Regions from separate parts of the Mus musculus genome. Here region 2 is linked to region 1. The links are chromatin contacts, called in public HiChIP or PLAC-seq maps. All regions are on one chromosome and are shown on one strand. The core of a region is the stretch at or near the end of the contact, and the rest is flanking DNA. Distances in the headings are between cores, read along the strand shown. Region 1 holds the start of 1700065J11Rik (RIKEN cDNA 1700065J11 gene). Region 2 holds the start of Cnot4 (CCR4-NOT transcription complex, subunit 4).

The links. HiChIP or PLAC-seq counts read pairs in DNA pulled down with a chosen protein or histone mark.
Region 2: a contact with region 1 is called in an HNF4G HiChIP or PLAC-seq map of pancreatic cancer cells. The contact joins the promoter of Cnot4 here to the promoter of 1700065J11Rik in region 1. A contact is called at or near these places in 1 of 39 promoter capture datasets (hippocampal neurons) and 1 of 115 datasets of contacts at active chromatin or transcription factors (pancreatic cancer cells).

What each region holds. Positions count from the first base shown.
Region 1 is chr6:35,327,297-35,334,380 of GRCm38.p6, forward strand. 1700065J11Rik (RIKEN cDNA 1700065J11 gene) reads left to right here and starts at 3,550. Exons shown (of 3, transcript NR_040526.1): 1 at 3,550-3,586.
Region 2 is chr6:35,130,169-35,137,252 of GRCm38.p6, forward strand. Cnot4 (CCR4-NOT transcription complex, subunit 4) reads right to left here and starts at 3,569. Exons shown (of 12, transcript NM_001164413.1): 1 at 3,334-3,569. Gm33046 (a long non-coding RNA gene) reads left to right here and starts at 3,363. Exons shown (of 5, transcript XR_868974.2): 1 at 3,363-3,534; 2 at 4,080-4,402; 3 at 6,978-7,084.

The DNA.
Region 1 (7,084 bases), core at 2,300-4,799:
TCGCTACATGAATTGGTTAAATTTCAGGTTTGTACGGTGGAGCAGGATTAAGGAAGACACCTGACATCGCTCTCACATGCATGCACAGGCAATGCTCACTCGCTCCCCAGACATGTACAGGCATACACACATAGAAGCACAGTTGTAGGCATGCTATGTCTCTAATTATGTGCCCCCTTCCCTTACCTCTAGAGGAGACTATGAAAGCTTGGAGAACTTTGAAGAATCTCTTACTGTTACGGCTTTCTAGCCTGTGGAGACAGTGGTCAGGATAAGTGGACTACCAGAGTGGACACCATGCGGTCCCTTATACTTCCATTGGAGCTCCCTGCTAATCAGAGAAAGCCACTGATGTCACTAATATAGATAATGGCCCTCGGGTGTTTAGCATGTTTCAGGTTTAGTGTTAGACTCATCACCTGTGTTAACTGGTCAAAGTTTACAATGAGGAGGTCAGTATGGAGCAGTGCTCCCTGCAGACGTATGTGGTTACAAATTCTAGAAACCCCCTTAAAATAAAAGAAACAGGTGTAGTTACATCTCATTGTACTTAATTTACCATATTCGAAATATCATTTCTACAATCAGTAAGTGCTAACAAGACATATCACACACACACACACACACACACACACACACACACACACACACACACCATACAAAAGTCTTTGACGTCTTAAATGTGTCTCATATCACACTTTCTTCTTTTGGGAGTTGTTGCATTTAATGGTTGATAAAAGTCCTAAGAGGCAGGGGTGAAAGACTAATTCCATTAATGACTATTTTCACGGCTCATGCGTAGTTCTTGCCACCCCTCTTCACCCCTGAATATTCCGGGTCTGAGAAACCACACACGCAATGCACACAAATCGAAGCTTCTAACACTCACTGTAAGCAGGAAGTGGCCCCATTGTGTTACTACTTGTTTAGAAAATTGAAATTAAAGTTTAAAAGTAAAGGCCTCCAGTCTCAGATCACGACAAAACTTTTGTACACGTATAAACATCTTATAGACAATGCACAAGCGAGGACCACGGCTACTCCCCATTCAAAGGAGACCACATTTCCCACACAGTGCAGGTGGCTCAAAGAGCAATCTGCTTGCTAATTGAGTTCTACCTGGCTGTGCTGCTGTCTTCAGACACATCGCTGTTTCAGATATCAGTTTCAGGAACCTTTCGGTTCCAAATAATAAACAGTTTATTATTTTTCTTTGTTGAATTAGAAACTCAAGCCAAACCCTCTTGTAAGTTTAACACCTCCTAAAGGATGATGGCAAGACTTTAAGGGAAGCCTGGCTGCAGTAGAGCAGAAACCAGGCTGTGTGCAGTCTGCGACATGTGATTGTATCCTCAATATCAGTCAACCAAGATGAAGCTCTCTGTAGTGTGGGGTGGCCAGTGACCACCGGATCAGGCAGTGCAGGGCTGGAAGCCAGGCAAAGCTCAGGGGCAGGCTGCCTGCTCTTGTTATTCTGACAGCTACTAGCTGTGAAGTCTTAGTGTGGTTCCTCCACCCAACCTTTGCCTCCATTTCCCTCTCTGCAGAACGAGGAGACAGGTAGTTTCCTTTCTGAAGAATGCTATTAGGAATGGAATTAATATGTGTAAGAGCTGAGACCAATACCTGCTACAGACTCTGTATTCAGCGCATAGACACTATAGACACAATAAGAAACAGGCTCAGAGGGGTCAAAAAAATCTACCGAAGGTCACTCTGTTAGGAGACCTGGGGCTTCAGCCTGAGCCTATGAGATTATGCATGCAAAATGACTCCTCTAACCGGCCTCACAGCCTTCTGTTTCTAGAACCCTTAAATAGAGGGTTGGTTAATCCGTTCTCAGGGACTGGGGAGAAAACCTAGTTTGCCTGCCAATTTCTCTGATGAACATACTCCCACTAAGGCTGACCTGAAGCTACTAAGTGGTTTAGAAAGCAGCTTTCAAGTTTCTGAAATTCTAACAATGGGCTCTTGGGCATCCTGCATGGTAGGAGCTGACCCAGCACACGATTGCATCTTATGAAGTTAGTTCTCCTGGCTCTGATACTAGCCGGCTTCTGGTGTCATGCTTGCTCATAGAACTTATTTTATAAATCTAAAGGATTGTCCAAAGGACCTTGAGAGAATAGGGCTTCCTTGGATGTTTGCTGATTGGCTCTAAAGCTGGGCAACCTCAGCTCTGATTGGCTCTAAAGCTGGGCAACCTCAGCTCTGATTGGCTCTAAAGCTGGGCAACCTCAGCTCTGATTGGTCTAAAGCTGGGCAACCTCAGCTCTGATTGGCTCTAAAGCTGGGCAACCTCAGCTCTGATTGGCTCTAAAGCTGGGCAACCTCAGCTCTGATTGGCTCTAAAGCTGGGCAACCTCAGCTCTGATTGGCTCTAAAGCTGGGCAACCTCATGTTTTGCGATTTTCCTGCTGTTACTCTTCAGACTCTCTCCTTTCAACTTCCTGTTTATACCTCTTGCCTCCTGATACCCTGACCTAAATGGCAGCCAAAAGGCAAGCGGGTTTGGTGACATGGTCCACGGGAGTCAGACATGCCCAAGGGAATAGACCCATTCAGTCTGTAGGTAAAGTGTTGAATGAATGAGCAAAGGAATGTAGAAAGAAGCCACAGGTTTTGAACAGTGGGAATGCCTGTGTCAGCTTCCAGCCTTCTCTTCTGGCTTGGTACCCAGAATCGCGTCTACTGAATCCTCCCTCCCTGTCTACACAGCCAGCACCTTTGGTCTGGATTCTATTTTAAATCCATAAGTGAGGTAATTTGGTTTGACAACAGAAGCACAGATGGAGTCACAGAGTGCTGGCCTCCAAGGCAGACGACGCATCCATTCATCCCGCTAGGACTGCCATCATCAGTGACTCAGTGATACGTGTAGTCTTGTGTCAGGCCAGGCCAGGCCAGAATGTCCTCCTGCAATGTCCATGTGCGCAGAGTATTCTCTGCCAGGCGCAAGAATCCTTTGGGCAATTCAGCTTCCATGTGTCTGTGAGGCCGGAAGCTCTGCTTGCCAGAGCAGCGTGTCAGTGGAGAAAGGGTTAGGCCCGCTAATGGCGGCACTGACTGAACATGACGGACCGGATCTCTGCCAACTTTGTGGGGTTCACACAGTGCACTTTGGGATCTGTTCCTTATACTCCAAACTGTAAAGAAGAACCGAGGAGAACTCTTGCTTCCATAAAAAATGTGCAAGCTACGGTTCCTTAAAGAACTGTGACTTAGAAAGCAGAAAATATAGCTTAGAAAGCAAATGAAAGTCCCCTGTGTAGTCATGGCTCAGCTTAGATGAGCAGCTATTAAATGTGAGCAAATGTGAAACTGTCATTGTGTTCGTTCACTGAGGTGCTTGTTGTAGTAATTAGCCTACCCAGACTGATAGATTCTGTGTGTGTGTGTCCATCTGTCTGTCTGCGTGTCTGTCTGTCTGTCTTAGATCCTTAGAGGTTAGAGAAGTGGAAGGTGGGGGTTGGTATGGTACCAGAAGGAATATTCTAGAATGGAATGTTGCCTGGAGAGGGTATCTTATTTGCTCACTGGTTACATTGCATAGAAGGAGAAGACGTGGAGCCTTATGGAGGGAGTGGTTAGTATTTTCCTTATCTTCTCCCCTAGAGTCTGGCCTTGAAGGGATTTGAAGGATAGGCATGCACATTTGCTCTGGCTTAGTAAGTAGATGGTCAGCCATGTTCAGGCCCAGTGGGTAGCAGTCTGGGAACAGAAGGGAGCCCAGGGAGGAGTTGGACTCTCCTGCTCCCAGCAGGCTTGGGAGAGGGTGAGTTATGTAAGGAATTTCCTGCTTTGAATCACGATGCCAATAACCACAGCTCAGCAGGTTCGTCTCCTGGCCACTGTCCGTGATTTTCCAAAAACACCTCTGAAAACATTCACATTTGTCCTTAACAGCCCTGGACCAGTTCGTTAGCGAATCTGATTTGGGGTAAGAAACTTACAATGGATTTATTTTCATCCACAATCAAAATGGAAGGGAATCTTCCTTTTCTCCCTTTTGAATTTGGAAACTCTGGGGAGGAATTTTTCCAGTAAGAACAAGAGGTGGGCGGGGGTCGGGAGAGGTCAGAAAAACACTTGAGAGCCCTGGCAGGTATGGGCTGATGTGGGATGGCACTGTCTGGCTGTTTACACAATGTTGTGGCTTTTATGTGCTGAGGATGAGCCCAGCCTAGGGAAAGGACAGTTCCAGACCAGGACTAGCTCTGCCTGCTATTGGGCTGGGAGCCTTGAGTTCAGGGGCTTCCACCAGCTCCTTAGCATCCCAGGGAACCATTTCCTCCCAGACCTTAGTAAAGCCAGGTGGGTGGCATGCCACCTTGAATCCAGAGGTGCACTGGATGGACTGTGGTCCCCAGAAGACATGTGTGGGGTGATGTTTAGGGGAAAATAGTTTCTAAAGCAGGATACAGGGACCTGAGTGCCTTGAGCAAAAGCTCTTTAGCAGCCTCCTCGACATCTCTTTGTTCTCTATTCTTTTCTCCTGAGCCCACAAAAGAGAGATCAGTAGAGAGCAGGGACTAGCTTCCACAGGAGAGGAGTGGAGGAGGAGAAAGATCAAGGGTGAGCCCAGAGGGACTGGGGCAGAACTGGTGCCTCCAGCATCCTGTACAAGGTGTTTTGATTGCAGTCTGCCGACCTCACCTTAGGAGATATATTAGGTATTTTTTCCCCAGCTGTGACCAAATACCCAACAAGAAGCAACTTAAAGAAGGAAGGTCTTGGTTTGGTTTATTATGGCCAGGAAGGCATGATGGCAGGGGGTGTGGCTGGTCACAGGCACTGACAATCAAGAAGCAGAGAGATGAATATTGGCCTCATTAGTTGTTTTCCTTTTTAGATTTATTTATTTATATGTGTGAGTGTTTTCCTGCACTCACGCACACACACAGCACATGCCACGTTAGTGCCTGGTATCCAGGAAGGCCATCAGATCCTTTGGAACTGGAGTTGCAGATGGTTGTGAGCCAGCCTGTGCGTGCTGGGAACCAGACCTGAGCTGTCTGTAAGAACAGCAGGTGCCATTCAACCGCTGAGCCATCTCTCTAGACAACCCTTTGTTTTTATTCAGTTAGGAACCCCAGTCCATGGAATGGTTCAACTCACAGTTAGGATGAACCTTCCTATTTCAATGGATCTAATCTAGATCATCCCCTACAGACAGGCCCAGGGGCTTGTCTCCTCAGTAATTCTAAATCCTGCCAAACCAACAATGAATATGGATCACGGATCACTCCTGTAAGCGATTGGTGGGTGCCGGTGTAAGATGCTTGGTCCTACAAATGTAGTAATTCTGATTTCGGGCTGTTCAGTGCTTATGGCTTGGCAGATCCTCATAGGTTAAATGTGCATTATCATTCAAATAATTGCTTGCTTTTCTTTGCACGTCCAAGGATGCCTCCTCTGGGATGGAGTGAGATGCTATGCCGCACTTAGGTTCAGCCTGTAGCAGCAGGATTAGACAAACATACAAATCAGGATAAGAGCAAGGTAGGATGCAGTGCAGGACCCAGAAAGTGCGCCTGATGGAGGAGCTTTGGAGGAAGACCAGGTCCTTGGCTCCACTGTGGGCTTTGTTCTTCCTACATCCCTAGGAGGAGCTGATGCTGATTTTCATGGAGGCAAGAGAGTAAGTTACTTAACCCACTTTCTGGTACTACCACAGAATACCTGAAGCTGGGTAACTTATAATGAGAAGAAAAATATTTTGGTTCGGGGAGTTTAAGGGCATCTACTTGGTTTTGATAAGAGCCCCACTGTGAGCTGGTAGTGGTGCACACCTTTAATCTTTACTTGGGAGGCAGAGGCAGGAGGGTCCTTAGGAGTTCGAGGCCAGCCTGGTTTATAGAGTGGGTTCCAGGACATCAAGGCTACACAGAGAAATCCTGTCTTGAAACAAAACAAAACAAAACAAAACAAAACAAAACAAAACAACAACAACAACAAAACAGAGCTTCACTGGAGTTCTGGGAGAAATGGAAAGGCAAGGAGACACTCATGCAAGAGACGGAGGAGATGGAGAGAGGGGGAGAAAGAGAGGGGCTCTCAGGCTTGCTTTATAACAACCATTCTCTTGGTAACCAATTGAGTCTTGAGAGATTGAGAGCCCCTTTCCAGGAGAAATAGTGTTAATTCCTCCTGGGATCCTAGTCCTCTCCCAGATGCTCCTGTGTCTCAAAGCCATTCTGGGCCTGCCCCTGCGCTAGAGTGAAGTCAGAAGGGGTTTGGATGGGAAAACTATATTTAAACCAAAGCAGAAAGGTGGTTTTTTTTTTTTTTTTTTTTTTTTTTTTTAAAGCTGCTGCTGGTCGGGGGAAGATGGTCATTTCAAACCCCTCTCCCCCGTTAGGGAATAAATGCCATCTGAAGAGGTAAGAGATTGGTGTGTTTCTTATACTTGAGTGAAATCCCTGGTCTTGAGTTTTCAGGTGCAGAGGTCACATCCCTGTTTAGAGATAACCACCCTCTGGGCTGACTACAGATAAAGGCCTCTGGTGTGCGGGCCAAGCAGGCCCAGACCAGCAGCCACCTGGCACAAAGAGTGAGATTAGAGGTTTAGGGCTGAAAAGGTCATCTGGGGCGCTAACACTTCCTCCTGACTCAGTGCTTTGGAGACCTTTGGAGGAGGGCTTGATTAGCTTTTGTTTGGAGAGGAATCAATTCATGCTAAGTTAACATCAACAACAGCAGAGCCCTCCCCCAACTCTTTAGACTCAATAGCCACAAAAGCCAAAACCTGAAAACAACCCGAATAGCCTCCATAAAGGGATGGATAAATGCAAGAGGGTGCATTCATACAACATTGCAACTAGGGTGCAACATTGTCCCACACTAGAAGGAGCAAAACATTACCACAACATGTGCTGTAGCACACACAGGAAGTATATGAGACAAAAGAGTATGATTTTAACCATGCAAGGAGTAGATAGAACTAAGCTCTCACGATGGAAAGAAAAAGATATTTATCAAAAGGGTTGACTCTGAGTAAAACAGGGTGAGGGGATTTTTGGGGGTTGCCAAGGATTTGTAGTCAATATGCAGGCATAGGTACATGCACATAGAAGTCACTGAG
Region 2 (7,084 bases), core at 2,319-4,818, 200 kb before region 1:
AGGAAGCAAAGAAAAGCTTCTAAAACTAAACTGATTAAATGAATTATTTTTCATTCTTTTAAGACACAAAATCCTTTATACAGAAACACTCTCCTGAAGCCACTGTCTAATATGCAGGGGGCCACTTAACGTCCATAGTCTAGCCTAGTACCAAACAAGTAAGTAAAATTCTCCTAATGCTAAGAGCTCATCTTTTGGCAATGCCCTCTGTCTTTTACAAAATAGTGAGTTATCCAGGACTGGTGTACATGGTAGCTCACACATGTAATTCCAGCCTAAGGAAGCTGAAACAGGATGACTACCCTGTGCTTGAAGACAACTTCTTTTACACAGTCAGTTCCAGGATAGCCTGAGCTATAGTTAAGACCTTCTTTCAGAACAACAAAAACAAAGTAATGGGCTGCAAGCTACCTCTAGTATTTCCATTTAGAAGGAAGTTGACAAGTGTCACAAAACAATTTTATTTTGTATTTTGGTGTTTGATTATATCTCTCATCCTAATCAAATTAAAGGTTTGTAGATGCAAGTTTCAAAAAAATTATATGGTAAACCAACTTTAAATAACTCATGTTTAAAAACCTTATACAAACAATCTATTCATTTGAAGACTTTGGCTATTCAATTTGCAGAAAGAACTACAAAGTATCAAAGAAAATCATTAAGTATGACGCCTCCATGTTAAATGTTACAAATGAAGACTACACAAAAATATTTATAAACTTCAGCTTACTTCCTCCTGTCAATGTGTTAAAGAACATTTTTACATCTTCTCTATGCTAGAAGCAAGAATTTGATGACCCCAGAGGAAGAAGAGAAATTATTTACGATATTTAGTGAGCCAAATAGCTTTACAAAAGAAAAGATGCATTAAAAAAAAATCACTCATCCCCTTCTATCAGACATTCTCCTTAGAACATACTGCTTACAATTCAGCCAAGTATGACTGCCAAGAGTATCTAGACAAGATTGTTCAAAGTGGCAAGCTTTTCCACCAGTATCTACTTTTTACTTGGAGTTAAAGACAAGTTATTGGTAAACTAAACGAAAAGTATTATTTTCTTTTTAACTTCAAGGTATAACTAAAAACAATGGATGCTTATATAAAATGCTTCCAATTTTTTAGAAGAATAGGGATTTATTCCATTTTGCCAAATTGGGGCTTAAGTGGCTGAAATAAAGAGCTTTGACCATGAGTGACAAGATGAAGAGTCAGGTGACTGTCTTCAAGTTCAAGGCTAGCCTGATCTACATTGCTGGTCAGTCAGAGCTACATAAAGACCCTGTCTTAAAAAAAAAAAGGAAAGAGAGAAAGAACAAAAGAAAGAACGAACGAAAGAAAGACAGACAGACAGACAGCCGAGGGGGAGGAGGAGGAGGAAGAGGAGGAAGGAGAGGAAGCTTTATGAGCAGCTTTTCTAACCTTAGTTTACATTTTTAAAAACTTTTCACAGCAACTTAATATAACATCAAATATAAGAATAGTCAAGCTTTATAGGTGAAATATGTAAGATTTACAATAACAGTAATGTGTGAAAGTAACTAGAAGAACTGCGTTTGTATTTACACTTAAGTTGTTACTATTTCCCCCCAATAAGCGACATACTTCATTATGAGACTGTTATTGTGACTTTAAATATTTTTATATATATATTAAGAACACAATGTCTTATGTTCAAACTTGACATGTGTTTATCTGACCTATATAATCTTATTTGCTGTTCTGGTAATTCTTTATGTCACTGTGGTGTATTATAGCAAATACTCTAACTCCTGATTACACAAACTAGTGCATTTCAATTCTGCTTTCACTCTACTGTAGAGACCATAAGCCACCCCTTGCTCTTCAGTTTCTAGCTCTTACTTACTACAGGTAATAACAGCTAAGTGCCATTGAAGCATGCGTATGCTCAGCTTTGTGACTTCTTTTCTCAGCCCCCATAGTTTCTATGGGAAAAAAAGGAATTTAAGTTTACCCCAAAATATCAACTTCTCTTCATACATACCCAATGTGTTTTTCCATACAACTTATTCTGATAACTCCTATCCTAGAAATGTCAAAAGAGGGAATTTCCCAGATCAAAAGAGAGGGGGGAAAAGTCAAATTTGCACCCATCACAAATAAATGTTATCAATTAACATAAACATCAATATAACGGAGCCAATAATTGATACAAAAGGAATCTGTAACCCACATACAATCAAAATACCATCTGTATTTATTTGCATGTGGTGTTCGGGGATGAAGTGTGTGTGTGCGCGCTAGATTCACCTGGTTTTGAAATTCTAAGCTGATCTTTATGGGTATAATCAGAGACAACATCAAGTGTCCTGAGGAATGGCAATTCAGGAGAATGCTGAGTAGCACGGAGAAGGTCGAAAATGAAAAGAGGGGTAAAAAAGGATAGCAAATGAGCAACAAAAAGATCAAAAAAGCAAAACATTCCTTTCCCGAGTAGCCCGAAGAAAGCTCTTTTCTCTTAACGTTAATAGTCTCCCACTCACTTCATTCACTTCCTAACTTCCTTTACTTTTCAAGGAACAACACGGGGCATCATCTCCCCTATCCTGGAGTGTGTGCTCAAAGAGTCTGCATTGGAAAGAGGGAAGGAACCGACAATTCTCAAGTAGGTTAAGAAACAGGTGGGTTATACGGAGCAACGGAGCAGCAACATGATTTAGATACTCACGAGGTGGCTTTAAGATGACAGATGCGGTTAAAGGAGACTTGCACATCGGAATCAACTCGGGTCTGGCAGACAGACTGGGGGCTGACTGCAAGCACCAGAGGGGAGCAGAGGCTAGATCCAGAGCAGCCTTTCTGGAAGGGATGGGGCAAAAAGGGGCAAAAAAGCCCACCAAGCAGGACGGGTGGGCAGTGAGCAGCAGCACCCGTCAGAGTGGAAATGATGGCTCTGGCTTGGGAGACCGGGGCCAGTAGGAAAGGACGTCAGAGGGGAAAGGAGGCTGGGGAAACAGGAGGACCAAGACCTAAGGATACTGTTGCCAGAAAAATGCGGGGAAAACTGGTGATGAGAAGCCCTCTTGGGTTCTCAATTGAAGAAATTCTCCAAGGAGAGCCGGCGCTCGCTGCCGCGCTGCCTCCAACCCGGCTGCCTTTTCCTGGTGATAACTGCTGTGGCGTAGAGGGGAGAGGGAGGAAGAAGAGGAGGAGGAGGCAGCCAGAGGAGGAGGAGGAGGGTGAAGACGAGGCGGGCGGGGGTGGGGGGGTGGGGAGAAAGGGGGGTGCGGCCTGCACAGTCCCAGCGAAGCCTCCGCTCTCTCGTAGCCGGTCAGCGCCGGGTTTCCCCTAAGCCCAGCCCCGCAGACACTCACCCGCCTGCCTTGCCTCGCTTTTCTCTTAGCCGACTCCACGCGTTGCCGAGTCCTCACAGGAGACCAATGAACGAGAGTCGGCGAAAAAACTCTTCAGAACCGGGCCTGACTGCTTCAGTGAGTCCGACCTTTACGGCTGAGAGAGAGACTCTCAGCTTTCGGTGGGTTCCACGGCTAGACGGGCCACCATCTTACATTAGGGTAAGACTCCTCCGGCCTCCGCTGCGCAGGCGCATGCCGATCCGGCTGGGCGGGGCGGGGGAGGGGCGGGACAAGCGGCAGGCGGGCGAGTGGGAGGTTGCGGCGGACTGGTCCACTGCACCCTGGGAGTTGTAGTCCTCCGATAGTAACCGCCCCGGGGCAGGCCGGGAATTGAAGTCATCACTAGAGAAGGCGCTCGGGAACTCGTTCCTCACGTGGCTACTGGAGCGCCGGCTTTCTTCTTGTTTTGCTTCCTCTTCTGCCCGCGTGTGTGGCTACTGTGTCATGTGGTCGGCGGTTTTCACTAATGTTAGCTGAAATGTAGGAAACCAAAATTCTACGAAACTTAACTGATTCGGAGGAAGCTAGGACGTGTCTTTTTCTGCCCCGCCCGCCATAGATAGGTATCTGACGGGGGCGGTATGGTGGTAGAATCAGGTTGAGCATTGCAAGAGCGCGGGATTTGATCTAGAGTGGGGAGTTGATACTTTTGGAAAAGTGAGCGTTAATTCGTTTCCCGGTCTTTGCACGTCCTTTACCACCAGTACAGCTGAGCTCATCCTCCTTACTGGAAAATCGCCAGTGAAGAAATACCTGAATTGCCATGTGCACATTTCTCAAGAGAACGCGGGCAGTCAGAGTAGCATGAGTTGCTGATGATGTGAAAGCATGTGGACTTACCTGCAAACTGTTGCTGGCTGCACAGAACTCTTCCAGCCTGCACAGAAGTGTGCGTCAGGTTCGCAAACTGCACAAGTAAACACGTCTCAAAGGACATAATACAACCGCAGCCGGTTCGAGCACCGAGAAATTCTAAATAACAAAATCAATTTACTGAACTTCCCGGGTTGCCTCCCAGAACTCTGGTGTAAGTGGCGCTCCTGGAGCGGTCGATTCTGTTTATTGCCTATATTCTTCATCTATTCATATAAGTGCTGAGCTCCTTGGTACCCAGTTCAGTGCCATATGCTGGGAGCATACAACAGAGACCAAAAACACAAATCTGTCCCCATTCTAGGGTGTGTGCATGTAGTGGGGTTTGGAGAAGTGAAAGGAACCAAGTTTTCAAATCCAGGATTAAAATACGTAGGATGGGACTGTGGATGTCACACAGTGGTAGGGCGCTAGTCTGGCACACTTGAGGCCTGAAAGCAAAAGGTTTAAGGGGAGGATTTAAAACAGAAAAGGGAAATGTAAGGAAAGAAATTGAAGTTTTAAAGTCTCAGTCTCGCTGGACGTGGTGACACAAGCCAGGACTCTGAAAGCAGAGGCAGGTGTATCTCTTTGAGTTCAAGGCCAGCTTGGTCTACAAACCATGTCTAGAGGCAGAAAAAAAAAAAAAAAAACCACAAAAAAGGCAACCAGACCAGTTTCTTTGGTGTAAGAGAGAGGAAATGTTGGGGGGCAGGGGGAGGGGCATAAAAATGACTCAACTTATTTTACACAGGAATGAAATTGCTAAAAATTATATATGTGTGTGTGTATGTGTATACATATATATACACATACATATATATGGGTGTGTATGTGTGTGTGTGTATATATATATATATATATATATATATATATATATATATATATATATCACATTTGGGCATAGTGGTATGAGACCTTGTCTCAAAGTAAAAAAGTTAGGTGCTGGAGAGACAGTTCAGTGGCGAGAGTACAATTCCCAGCCACCACATGGTGGCTCACAACCTTTTGTAATGGGATATCTTCTGGTGTGTCTGAACAGAGCTACGGTGCACTCACATATATAAAATAAGTAAATACATTTTTTTTAAGTAAAAAAAGTTAAAGCCTGGAACGTAACTAAATGATAAAGTCCCTCCTGGCACAAAACCCTGAATTCAATCTTCAAAGGTTAAAAAAAAAAGTTACAGAGTAATATACAGTAAAATTATCTATATTTCCATAAACATGATTGCTCTAAAAATATAATAAAATGGTTATTTGCTAGCACTTGGAACAAAATCTTCATGTATGTGAAAGTTATGAATACTAACTGATTGAAAGAAGTGTGTTTTGGTCTCTCTCCGGTAGGCAACACGCATCTACCCTTAGTTACACCACTAGATTATTTCTTAATGTGCTCCTCATTTGTTAGAACTAAAAACACCAACAGCTTCGTGTTCATGTGTAAAGCAAGTTAGACTTTGGATAATTAGATGTAAGTTGTATTCAGATAACCATACACAGGTGTTTCATTTAGCAGTCATGAGAGACACAAAGTGGTTCTTCAGATAGAATTCTGAAGACTGGCTCTCCCGTTTCTGCAGGGAGGGTAGCACACTGAGCTCCTGCACTGTGAGAATCCAACACTAGGAAACAACGTCACTTTCGTTGTTGGGTTTTGGCATTTTGTTTGGGGAATTTTGTTCTGTTTTGTTTTTGAGACTGGGTTTCTCTAATGAAGCTCTGGCTATTCTGAAACTCTGTGGCTGGCCTTGAACTCAGAGATCTGCCTGCTTCTGCTTCCCAAGTGCTGGGATTAAAAGCCTGAGCCACCACTGCCACACACAATATCACTATCTGCTTATTGATGGAGACTGACTGACACAAAGGGACAACTACTAACTAATGATATTCACTACCCTTTCAGGCCTGGTCTTTTATTACATTAACAACCAATTTTTACATGTTAATATATGTGTATACATATATACTTATCAATGTAACAATTCTTTTAAGATGCAGGAATGTCTCTTTTTTATTTGTTTTTTTTTAAATTTATTTATTTGTTTACTTATGTATATGTGTATGCTGTCGATCTCTTCAGACACACCAGAAGAGGGCATCAGATTCCATTACAAATGGTTGTAAGCCACCATGCAGTTTCTGGGAATTGAACTCAGGACCTCTGGGAGAGTAGTCAGTGCTCTTAACCACTGAGCCAACTCTCCAGCCTTTATTTGGTTTTTCAAGACAGAGTTTCTCTGTACAGCCCTAGATGTCCTGGAACTCAATTTGGAGATTACAGTGGCCTCCAGCTCCACCAGCCTCTGCCTCCCACACCTAACTCAGGATTATTCATTTCTCATTTATTTCTACTTTATTATTTTTTACCTCTGTGTACCTGTGTAGTTCTGTGTGTGAGTGTGTATATGTGACTATCACTGGTGGAAGAGGCCTGAGCTGTCAGGTGCCCCTGGAATTGGGATGGCAACCAGGTGCGATCAGCCCAGTGTGGGGGATGGGAACTGAACCCAGGCCCTTCGGAAGAATAGCACATGCCCTTCACTACTGAGCCAACTCTCCAACTCCAGGAACACATCTATAAAATTACATACACATCAAATTCATACACATCAAACACATAATGTGGAGTTAGTTAAATAGAGGGCTGTATTTGGAAGAGGTAGGAAGGGAGACATAACTTCATAAATTGCTTCATTGATTTAAGGTTATGCATATAAACCAGTTTTATACATTTTCATAAATAGATCATTCTGCTGTGTTGCGAATGGATTGAAGAAAGACAAGAATGAACTTGGAACAACTAATTATGGGAATATTTTAGTCATCCAGATGGTTATTCTGATTGTGGTGG